Regions from separate parts of the Drosophila melanogaster genome. Here region 1 is linked to region 2. The links are chromatin contacts, called in public HiChIP or PLAC-seq maps. All regions are on one chromosome and are shown on one strand. The core of a region is the stretch at or near the end of the contact, and the rest is flanking DNA. Distances in the headings are between cores, read along the strand shown.

Evidence for each region. HiChIP or PLAC-seq counts read pairs in DNA pulled down with a chosen protein or histone mark.
Region 1: an H3K27ac HiChIP or PLAC-seq map of the Kc167 cell line shows a contact between it and region 2, with 4 times the contacts expected there. The contact joins the promoter of myo here to the enhancer-like site in region 2. A contact is called at or near these places in 9 of 107 Hi-C or Micro-C datasets (the Kc167 cell line, the S2 cell line, brain and 4 more) and 1 of 6 datasets of contacts at active chromatin or transcription factors (the Kc167 cell line).

What each region holds. Positions count from the first base shown.
Region 1 is chr4:694,522-700,022 of dm6, reverse strand. It overlaps myo (myoglianin), which reads left to right and starts at 3,968. Exons shown (of 5, transcript NM_166788.2): 1 at 3,968-4,326; 2 at 4,686-4,809. ey (eyeless) reads right to left here and starts at 2,334. Exons shown (of 8, transcript NM_166789.2): 1 at 2,140-2,334.
Region 2 is chr4:111,372-116,293 of dm6, reverse strand. It overlaps pan (pangolin), which reads right to left. Exons shown (of 12, transcript NM_001258477.2): 12 at 2,024-4,922. It overlaps Ank (Ankyrin), which reads left to right. Exons shown (of 12, transcript NM_001169348.2): 11 at 290-1,036; 12 at 1,092-1,220. Among named protein-coding and RNA genes, the nearest start is that of Ank, 16 kb to the left of the region's middle. Within about 2 kb of position 1,978, at least 22 of the 39 cell types and tissues checked have an H3K27ac peak or open chromatin away from gene starts, as enhancers often do. A contact at or near this core is called in the Kc167 cell line, the S2 cell line and brain, where this site is marked.

The DNA.
Region 1 (5,501 bases), core at 2,719-5,218, 580 kb before region 2:
AAGCATGCATACGTACACTTTTTAAAAATATTAAAACGTATTTCCTTATTGTCTAGCTGCTTTCTATCGATTTGACAAAAAGAAATATGGAAATTTCTGCTTTGAACTCCCACTAGGAGCTCAACTGAAGTACAAGTTTAGACAATTGTGGCTGATGGGGTTTCATAAGAAGACATTCCCAAATATACATTTTTGGGGATCATAAAATTAAAACTTTTTGTGAATTTTGGTTTGATACAGGACGTTGTTTTATATTTATTTGAACTATATAAAATGTACTTATTCGGTATCAAAATGAATAGTGGTTTCTTCCAACATTCACATGCCTTTAAATGTTTTATATTTCTTTTTACAAAACAATTAGGGTTGCCACGCTGTTGGGCTTTCACGAACAATAGCTTCTCATGATCATGAAAATTTCAAACTTAAGGTTCTATTTTGAAAACAAACAAAAACTTGTAAATGCAAACTACGAATAATACAAATAAAACCATAATTGCATGTGTTCACACGAGAATCGATAGCAGACCGGCTAACCCGCTTCCCGACTTGGCTCCTAGGGGTTGCACTGCAAAGATCGTGATCGAACAGTTGTAAAGTTCCCTAAACCCATGCAAAGCAACTTTTTTTTTCCCGCTGTGAGGCCCAACAAGGAAGATCAAAGTGTTCGATCTGCCCAAACTGGAAATAACAAAGAGGAGTCGATATAAGCGTCTTACGGTAATGCCTTTAGTACCAAACTAGTGGGGTTCACTGGGAGAAGTTCCTGAATCCTGGGGTTGAGACCTTTAAATATATTAAATTCTTGACTAGTCATAAGGCCTGCGATTTCTTAAATAACAAGCAATGTTACTTTATTGACTGCAGTTTATAATTTTTAATAATTCACTATAAATTGGCTTGCCAAAATAAAAAACCATTATTACACCCATTATTATTATTTTATGCTTTGAAGATTATGTAGCAAATAGAAGAGAGCGTTTCCGACCATATAAAGTATATATATTATTGATCAGTATCAATAGCCGAGTCAATATGAACATGTTCGTCTGTTCGTCCGTCTAACCATATGAACGCCGCGATCTCAGGAACTAATAAAGCTATAGAGTTGACTTGCAGATTCCAGAGACATAGACGCAGCTCAAGTTTGTTTACCCATGTCAACATAACCCCATAACCCATAACCCCACGCCCGCACTTTTGAAATTTGAATTGTTTTTGTTTAGTTTTTTAATGTTTTTCGGGCCAATTTTTGTCGATGGTTTCTGGTAACTGGTTTCTGAGAGTCGATGTTTTATTGCTGTTGCTATTTTCAGATCGAACCTCCAACATAAAAAGTTGTAATATCAACTTTAGTGACGAAAAAATTGTCATTTACTTGATAAACACACTATATAAACGGTACTCATTCCGCACCCTTTTTTACTTATCCACCTTTCTTTCCACTTTGATTTTAAGAGTGCCAAATGAGTAACGCCCGCAAATTACAATGGCAATTAATCTAACCGCCACCAGCTTAAGCTATCGACCAATATCGAAGAGTGTTTTTCTTTTTATTTTTTCTCCATCTCTCAAAAGAGAGTAGGAGTAAAAACTCCTACCAGCAATGTAAGGGGTATCTGTTAGTTACGATCTGCGTAGCTATATTATAATATAAATCATAGACTAATCACAGATGTCATTACTCGGTATATATAACTATTTCCTTTTAAGAGCGTTGTCCCTTTTTTAGAAATGTGCTTGTAAGACTTCATTCTGCAACTTTCTCTCTTAAACACGGTGGCGATCGGAGAACATCTTATGGCCTCACCGAGTGAGTGGCAAGCCAAAGGGCATTACATATAATTTTAAAAAAAAACGGTATATTCCGAATGGGTGCAATGTATGACACAAAATAAAAATATTAGAGTTTCTCTTCTAATATTTTAAATTAAATTTCTGACCTTTTAAATGACCGTCGTCACTTTTTGGTTAAACCAATTCGAAATTAATTACGGTCAAAAGCCTTATTAAAAAACTTTCGGATCATAATTATTTCGACTAATATATGTACTACCTGCAATAATAAGAGGGCTTTTGGGAAAAATTCACACAGATGGGTTTAGTTAGTAGGGAATAATATTTACAAAATATACATACATATTTATATTACGAATGGTCGCACATGTATCCTGATTCTTTTATTAGATATTGATTGTCACACATTTTCTTCGATTTTCGGATGGGGGAAAAACAGTATGTGATTAAACACTAAAACGAACGTTCGTACAATATTGTTTATGCAATATTGTTTATATTTTCTGTGTATTTTGGTATTTTGTAGTATCGATTGGACTTCAGCACGCATCTGCTCGTATCAGGATGGCAACTCTCGGCGTGTAAAAATACAAACGGCAACTCTTAACATATATAGAAATCGATATGGCAACCCAATACCAGTGATTGCGTAGAGAATACGTTATTTTCAAAAATTCGATGCAGTAAATAAATAAATTCACAGATATAAGAATGATAATTTAGCAGACCTAAAGAATCGGTCCATTAATGAGCTATTAATAGTTCAACTAATCTACTCGTTGAAAATGTTGTGAAAAATATTTGAAAGCCAACTAAAGCGTTTCCTATTGTTAAACCATTGCAGAGCGTATAGTGATTTCTGTCAGAAAATTGCAACGTAGTGGAAATAATAGAAAAAAAATTATAAATTCTTGTTTTTGATCAGGAAGTATTTTAGTTCTGTATTTATCGGTTGAATGCGTGATCGCCATTTTCGTAATATTAGGTTTATCGCACGATTACCATCTATATGTGCGTAGATGAAGGAAAATTGACGCACTTGTTGAAATTATTTTATTTAAATCTTTATTATAACCAAAAAAAAATCGTAAATTGTTAACCACAATGGAAAAAATAAGTAGCTTACAATCCATCCAATAAATAATCTCTTATCAGTTACTTTGTTGATACATAAAAGAAGTCTTCTCCATTTGAATTGCTATTCTTAAGTAAAACAACAGAATTGCTGATACAAAGCAATAAAAATAAGTTAGTACAGTGTGAACACCTATCGTTTTCTTCCATATCGATAGGAAACTCATAAATGTATGTGTGGAAAGGCTTAAACATCTGTACGGGCGTCGATATATCGACAGCTAATCTGGAAAACACTAGACATCGCGGTAATTGTCCCTACCCTTTTTATGGAGTTCCCAGATTGCCTTCTTACACAACCATATTAATGGGCAATAATTATATAAGAAGACTGCGGAACAAAGGGGACCCGCACGAATATGTACTTGATTTAATATAAGTTTCTTTTATACACATAAAATTATTTTTGCATACTTATGTAAGTGCGTTGGGTACTTTTTATTAATTCCAGAGTAACGACATTTTTGCCGTTAATTTAAAACACGAAATGTTAGGACAAGAATGCGGAACTTCGGTTAAATTTTAAAAATTCCTTTGTATCAATATAGTCATTCCAGTAGTACAAATTAATACGCATGTAATTTTTGTTGTATAATAGCACTCAATTTTGTGTAATAAAAAAAAACAACTAGGGAACCAAAATTATAGAGACAAATCAAATCCTGCTAATAAAAATATATCTTATATAGTTTCTTCGGGTCTATTTGAAATCTTTGAAATGTAAAAATGTCTACACTCATAACTTATAAGAGTTAAAACGGCTTAAGGATTAAATTGATTTACAATAGAAAGTGATTATTAGCGACAGTGGAAATATAAATAAAATGTTTTCTAGAATTGTAAAAAAAAAAGTAGGAGTATATTCAATAAATATTTCATTTTAATATAATGCTATTTTGCTCGATAAAAATGTTAATATGAATTAAAGTTTACTCTTGCAATGCGTTTCAGCAGATACATTTTTAAAAGCGGCCTGTTATGCCAACTAAAACGAAATTGCCGGTGAGCCGTATGTATCCGATCGCATCTGATCAGCTGCTTTCAGTTCTACTTCGTCGCTCAATCGCACAGCAGTACAGAATCTCTGCGGGTTTTCAAATATTGGTTCTCTATGAGAAATAAATTATTATTATTTAGTGCGCAATTGAATACACAATTTTTTCAAACTATGTGTTTTTGGACAATGAATAATAAATTTAACAAAAGCGGATTGCAAAAGAATAATGTTCGAAACCGTAGGCCCACTGTTACTTCAATATAAAACATTTAATAATATATACTATACATATATTAAAACACACAATTGCCTAGTTTCAAAATAGATTTTGGTTGTACAAGTGTATAAAAATAAAATAAATACCGATAGATAAGTATATATCTACTTATGTACAATTGGTAGGTGTTTAAAAAGTTTGTTATCGCTAAATGTACATAACTTTGTACATACACAGCTTTAAAAATGTACATATGTGCTTATATGCATGCTATTTATTCTGTATGTATGTATAATTTACGTATGTACATACATATGATATATCTCATTTACGTTGTTCTGCTTGTAAAAGGGGAATAATGCACTTTCAGCGATGAACTGAAGTTCAAGAGCACAATAATTTATTATGTTTATAAATGGTTTTAATTGAATACAATAGTGGTCATAAAGAGGACTCATGTGAAACGTTTATGAACGGGCTTTGCATATGTGCATGTACATATGTAGCTTGAACTAACTTTTACGACTGTGTGCACATTAGGGTGGTCATTTTCTGCTGGCGCATCGCGCTTCCAAGGCGGATCAAACAATGCAGATATGATTTTTAATTTTTAAAAATCATTATATCCGGTGCTGCAGGATTTTATACTTCTACTATATTCAAAGTAAGTTTTTTCGTAGCCTGAAACAAGTTTTTGAAGGTTATTATTCCGTTATTCCGAGTTTTAGAATATTCACGAGCACACAAATCAAGTGACGATCGCAGCCTCACCGTGCCGATTTGTGACGAAAAATGGTTTTACAATTGTCAGTGTTTTTTCCTAAGCTTTATAGCCATAGAGCCATTTTTCCCTATGGCAGGTATATAAGTGTATGGTCGTCTGATTTTGATCGATTAAAAACCTAAATTATATATTTTCAAAAAAATGTGCATACTGAAGAAGAACTCTTTTTATTTGAAAACAACGAGTCTATAATTTTTTTCAACAGTTAGCTATATGATATGATCGTCAAAAGTCTATCAATTTAAAACCGAAATATTATATTGTCCAAATTTTGCCAATAATTTTAATATTTTTGAAGTTAGAGATCGTCAGTGGCGTAAGCTATTCAATTTTTTTTTTTTTTTTTTTTTGTATTGACTCGCGAAGGGGAATCATTGACTTCCGTGCTAATGCTTTAATAGGGTTTAAAGGGGTGCGCTCTTCTTTTTTCTCTGCACAGCTGTTTAAGGTATTACCTTGGGAATCCGACTTAATCGAATACAGCAGGGGATTATCTAACAGCTTGTATTTCGCGATTTGATTTTTAAAAAAATTGTAAAATAAGGCCAACAAGAGCCAAGTTGATTGGATGA
Region 2 (4,922 bases), core at 729-3,228:
CTGATGTGAACCTTTTTGTTCCATCATTTAAGGTTCACTTAAAAAATTACATCAAATACACGACATTCTTCTTCATAGAACTAAATTTTCATTATTTGCCACTTCATTACGTAAAAGTTTTCCTTAAAGTTTTCTCAATTAAAGCAACTGCCGGCAAGGGGTAGATTTTAATAAGCTTAAAGGTCCCACGGTAGGGCAAGCTAAGGAATAAAAGGAATAAAACATAAGAATGTTTCAGAATATTTCTACCCGTTACCACTACATTTACTACATCGAATTCCCCTGACAGATCTAAATTTATTTTACGTACGCAACATCGTGCGTCACACATCGAGCAGCAAAGGATCTGAAACAGAGGGAGGAGGAGTGTAGAGTGATATTAACAAAGAAAATGCAGCTCGACAAATAACGAGCGTCAAATAGGTATTCCAACGGGCACAATTGTTCACATGGAAATTCTAATTCTAATTGGCAAAGTTCATCAGTCGGGCATTGACTCCCAAAATAGGGGAAATAGTAAAATATTATCCTAGTCCTCTAGTCCGATAAAAAAAGAAGTCGCTAAGGAAGTCCATTGAAGAAGGACCTACATTTTCAACCTCCAACGCAGTCCAGGAATGGCTGCATGCAGTCGAAAATGGACTGCCAAATGGAATGTGGCCATTAACTCCTCGAAGTCAGCCTGTGTAACTTTTACCCTGCGGCCCGGAACTTGCACAGATCTGACTTTTGATGGAAACCCCGTCAACAATGTCACATCGCACTGCTACCTAGGAGTTCATCTAGATCGGAGACTGACCTGGAGGGCCCACATCACGTCGGTCAAATTCAAGTCACTGGCGAAACTAAAAAAGCTCGACTGGCTCTTCCACTCCAGTAAACTACAAATGAGCTCTAAGGCTCTTTTAATCAAAGCCATACTTGCTCTAACGTGGAGTTATGCCATCCAGGTGTGGGGAACTGCCGCCAAATCCCAGCTCAATAGGCTCCGTGTGGTCCAGTCGAGAGCTGCAAGCCATGCATCTGGGCTCCCCTGGTAAGTGACAAACCAGGTAATCGAAAGAGATCTGAAAGTTATCCCTCTCAATCAGATCAATTTTCACAGCAGCCGTTATGCCGACAGGCTTATGGTCCACCCGAATCAACTAGCAAACATCCTAGCTAATCCCATCTCCCTCCGAAGGCTGAAGAGGGTACACCCCACCGATCTCCCTACCCGGAGGATAGTATAAAATATTACACATTAAGTAATTAATAACTAGAAAAATTCTTTTTTTTTCCTTTTCTACTTAATAATTAAGAAACCACTTGGTCTCATATACATTTATACACACAATAGGTTAAGTTTTAGAGGAATTGACTGAACGATTCCTTTTGAATCCAAAATAAATAGAATGATTATTTAAAAAAAAAAAAAAAAAAAACATTTTCAACCAGTAGAAAGGAAGTTCCAATATGGAGAGCAAGCAGTCCAAGGCCTTTGACAACACCGCCGTGGAATTGATTTACCACATGGACGAGACCTTAGGCGCAAAGAACATTCTTAATTTGATCGCCATGGTGTTAGTTTTTCTAGTGCTCCTGAAACTGGCGAATGCGTAGAAGAGATCTGTACAGAGGCTTCCTATCACAATGCGTTAAAGAAGATCCATCGTCCATCGCAGTAAATGCAAAATGTGAAAACATCATCAAAAGACGGAGTCGGCAGATCAAATTAAGCAATGCACCGACACAAACCTAAACCGGAAATGGCATTAAAATTAATAATAGTAATAGTAATTACTAGCAATAGTAATCCGTGACAAATTTAAGAGTGAAATCATGCATTTTAAATGTTAACAAATATAAAATAAAAACCAAAACAAAATGCAAAACAAGTGGGAGAACGAGAAATCGGAGAATAAGATAGCGGCCCCGCAGCTGGAGCGTGCCGCAGTGCATACTGCATACAAGCATACATACGGCCCTACTTATATATATACAATACCTTCTTGATGGTGCTTGTTTTTCTGTAAATGTTTTTAATCTGTACTATATTGGAGAAGGTGTATATGTATGTATAATTACAACCTAATATGTAGAAATGCCCAGGATCAAGGGTCCAGATCTCATCGCCCAGGATGGGATTGAGGTAAGTTTGACGGAACACAGTCACCGAATTTTCTTTATATCTTTTAATGTATGCCCATGGCACAAGCCAGCAATTATTCAATAAATATACAATATGAAGACAAATACAATAGAATGAGAACATTTTACAGGGTGCTGTAGGGCAAAAAGGATGACATAACTTTTAATGACCTTGGTAAAAGGGGGGATCAATTTGCGCGACTTGCGACGATCCAATTGGCACTCGGGTGTATGAACTTACATACCGACGTAACATTTCCTATATTTGCAAGGCACGTCTTATAAAAATTTAAGAATTGCATCAATAATTCTGCCGTGCGTCAGTATATAAAAAGTTAATAGTTTAATTTTGTTTTTATTGTTATTCAATATCTTTGCATTATTTCTATATTTCGTACATTATTTATTACCTATGTGTATACATACTATTTTATTAAACTTATATTTGTGATTACTATCATCTTAATATTAGAAATTTGTATATCTGCGTAGGTTTAGTATACGATTGTTAACCCTTTCTACTATCTAAACCTTATCTTACGCTAAGAATCCATCAGTCGACCAATATTGCAGTATTAAAAATGAAATTTAATTTTATATTTAATTATAGCTTAAAAAAAGCAAACAAACTCATTTTTAACATTATAAAAAGAATTTATATAGAATACTTCATGTATATGCAACATATATTTACATATTCGTTGTTGATCCACTTAATTGATTTGATGGGGTACTTTTATTATAGTGTATTACTCGTGTTACTTAATTGATTTTTACACAAATTATAGAAATGAAATAATAAGGAATTTGTTAATCAAACAAATGAAGTTGCGATGTCGTTTGAATAAAAAGCAATATTTTACAAAAACACAGACAATGGAAGCACGATGGAACCGCAAATATCGAAAAATAATAAGCTTATGATATTTATTTTTATACTAACATTACATTTTAGATAACGATTTGCACTAAACATAAAGACTAAAGCATTATATAGCAATTTTGTGTACTGATAAATTTTGGAATTAAACGTATAAAATTTGTGTTAAACAGTCTTTTAAATTGGCAATGGCCTTTACATTCTTCTGATTACATATGATTTGTTAGTTTGCTTGAATTATCATGACCACCGAACTGTTGTAACGCAGATTCTTAATAAATTTATATGTTTACGATTGATACATATATATGTAAATGTGTGCATAACTGTATGTACACGTTTAAATACATATACATATATACATATAGATTTATAATCATATAATATGTATCTATGTGACTAGAGCCCTATATAAATCGTTAATTAGATTTATCACAGCAGTGTATTTGTTGAATTTCTAAACTTGATGTAAATTTAAAGTTCAATTATTTTTATTAATTTCACAAATTTTTTGGTTTCATAATATAGGTTCATTAACTTATTTATTGGGATCGTACAAATGCCGAGCTTAGTTATGAATCTTAAAAACGGTTGGAGATAAATGGTAAAAGTTAAATTTTAATGCAACCAGAATGTTTTCCAAAATAACCTACTCACATTATTTTTTTTTAAAGCATATTATTTTACTTTATGAAACTGCGTAATCATAATTATTCTTATGACACTCTCATTTCTTTAAAATTTATTTGTTTTCTTATAATCATAGTAAATTTTTTTTAGTAATTATTACAACGATTAGAGTTTCGGGGGTGAAGCCGAAATTAAGTATTATGTATGATTATGATTTTTTAAAAATTGCACAATTTAAGTATAAACATCTTTTATTACTAGAAAAAAAATACAGCATGCGAAGTGTATATTGAAACGTTGATCAAATAAATTGCATGCATATGTGAGCTCAAAATCTGTTAAGAATACTTCAAAATTCGTAAAATATAAAATCTATTATAAACTGTGATTTTGGTGTATAATATTCATGTATTAAACTAAAAAGCAAGAGAGAATTCTATAGTCGAGTTCCTCAAGATACTCAGCTAGTTGAAGTGCGTACAAGAAATTTAAACATCTTTTATGGCAAATAGGTAAAATTAAACCAAATTAAAAGCTATTTCGCAAATCGATATAAATTTATATTAATAAATGTATACAAATTTATATTAGTATTAAAACAATAAAAAATCAAATAATAGTATAAAATACGGGCGTCTCAGTTTTAGCGACATGTTGGCGGATTAAACGATAGAAATTGGCCACACAAATAATAAAACAGAAGTGTGGTCATGCTAGTTCAAGTCGGAGTCTGAGTGGGCGTGTCAACGCAGACGTCAGTAGAATCCCGCATATCTAACCTAAGCTTTCTAGCTATAATAGTTTCCGAGATCTCGACGTTCATACCGACGCACGGACATGGCCATGTCTACCTGCTATCGATCCTGATATTTTTTGGTTTGGAAACGCATACTGCTACGTTACATACCTATTATCGATTGTAGTTTACCCTTTTACTCTACAAGTAACTCCCTACGTCTAGGGATGATCTTGTTTATCAATACAAAACATTTTAGCTTTGAATTTATATACCAATTTTTAATTTTTGCTTATAATAAAATAATTTAATTACAATTGTGAATCAAATAAAATTTTAAAAATTTACAAGCTGTTTATCCAAAGATAAAAGTAATACAGGTTTCATAATATATGAGCAAATTTTTCAACTACATTTTAAGAAGTTTGAAAATAAAACACTTTCAAAGAAACAATTAATTGCAAATTATTATAGGCACTATATTCGAGTTTCTCGACCATTAGACTCATGTTAAATCCCATCGAGCGGCGCCTACATCTATCGCCA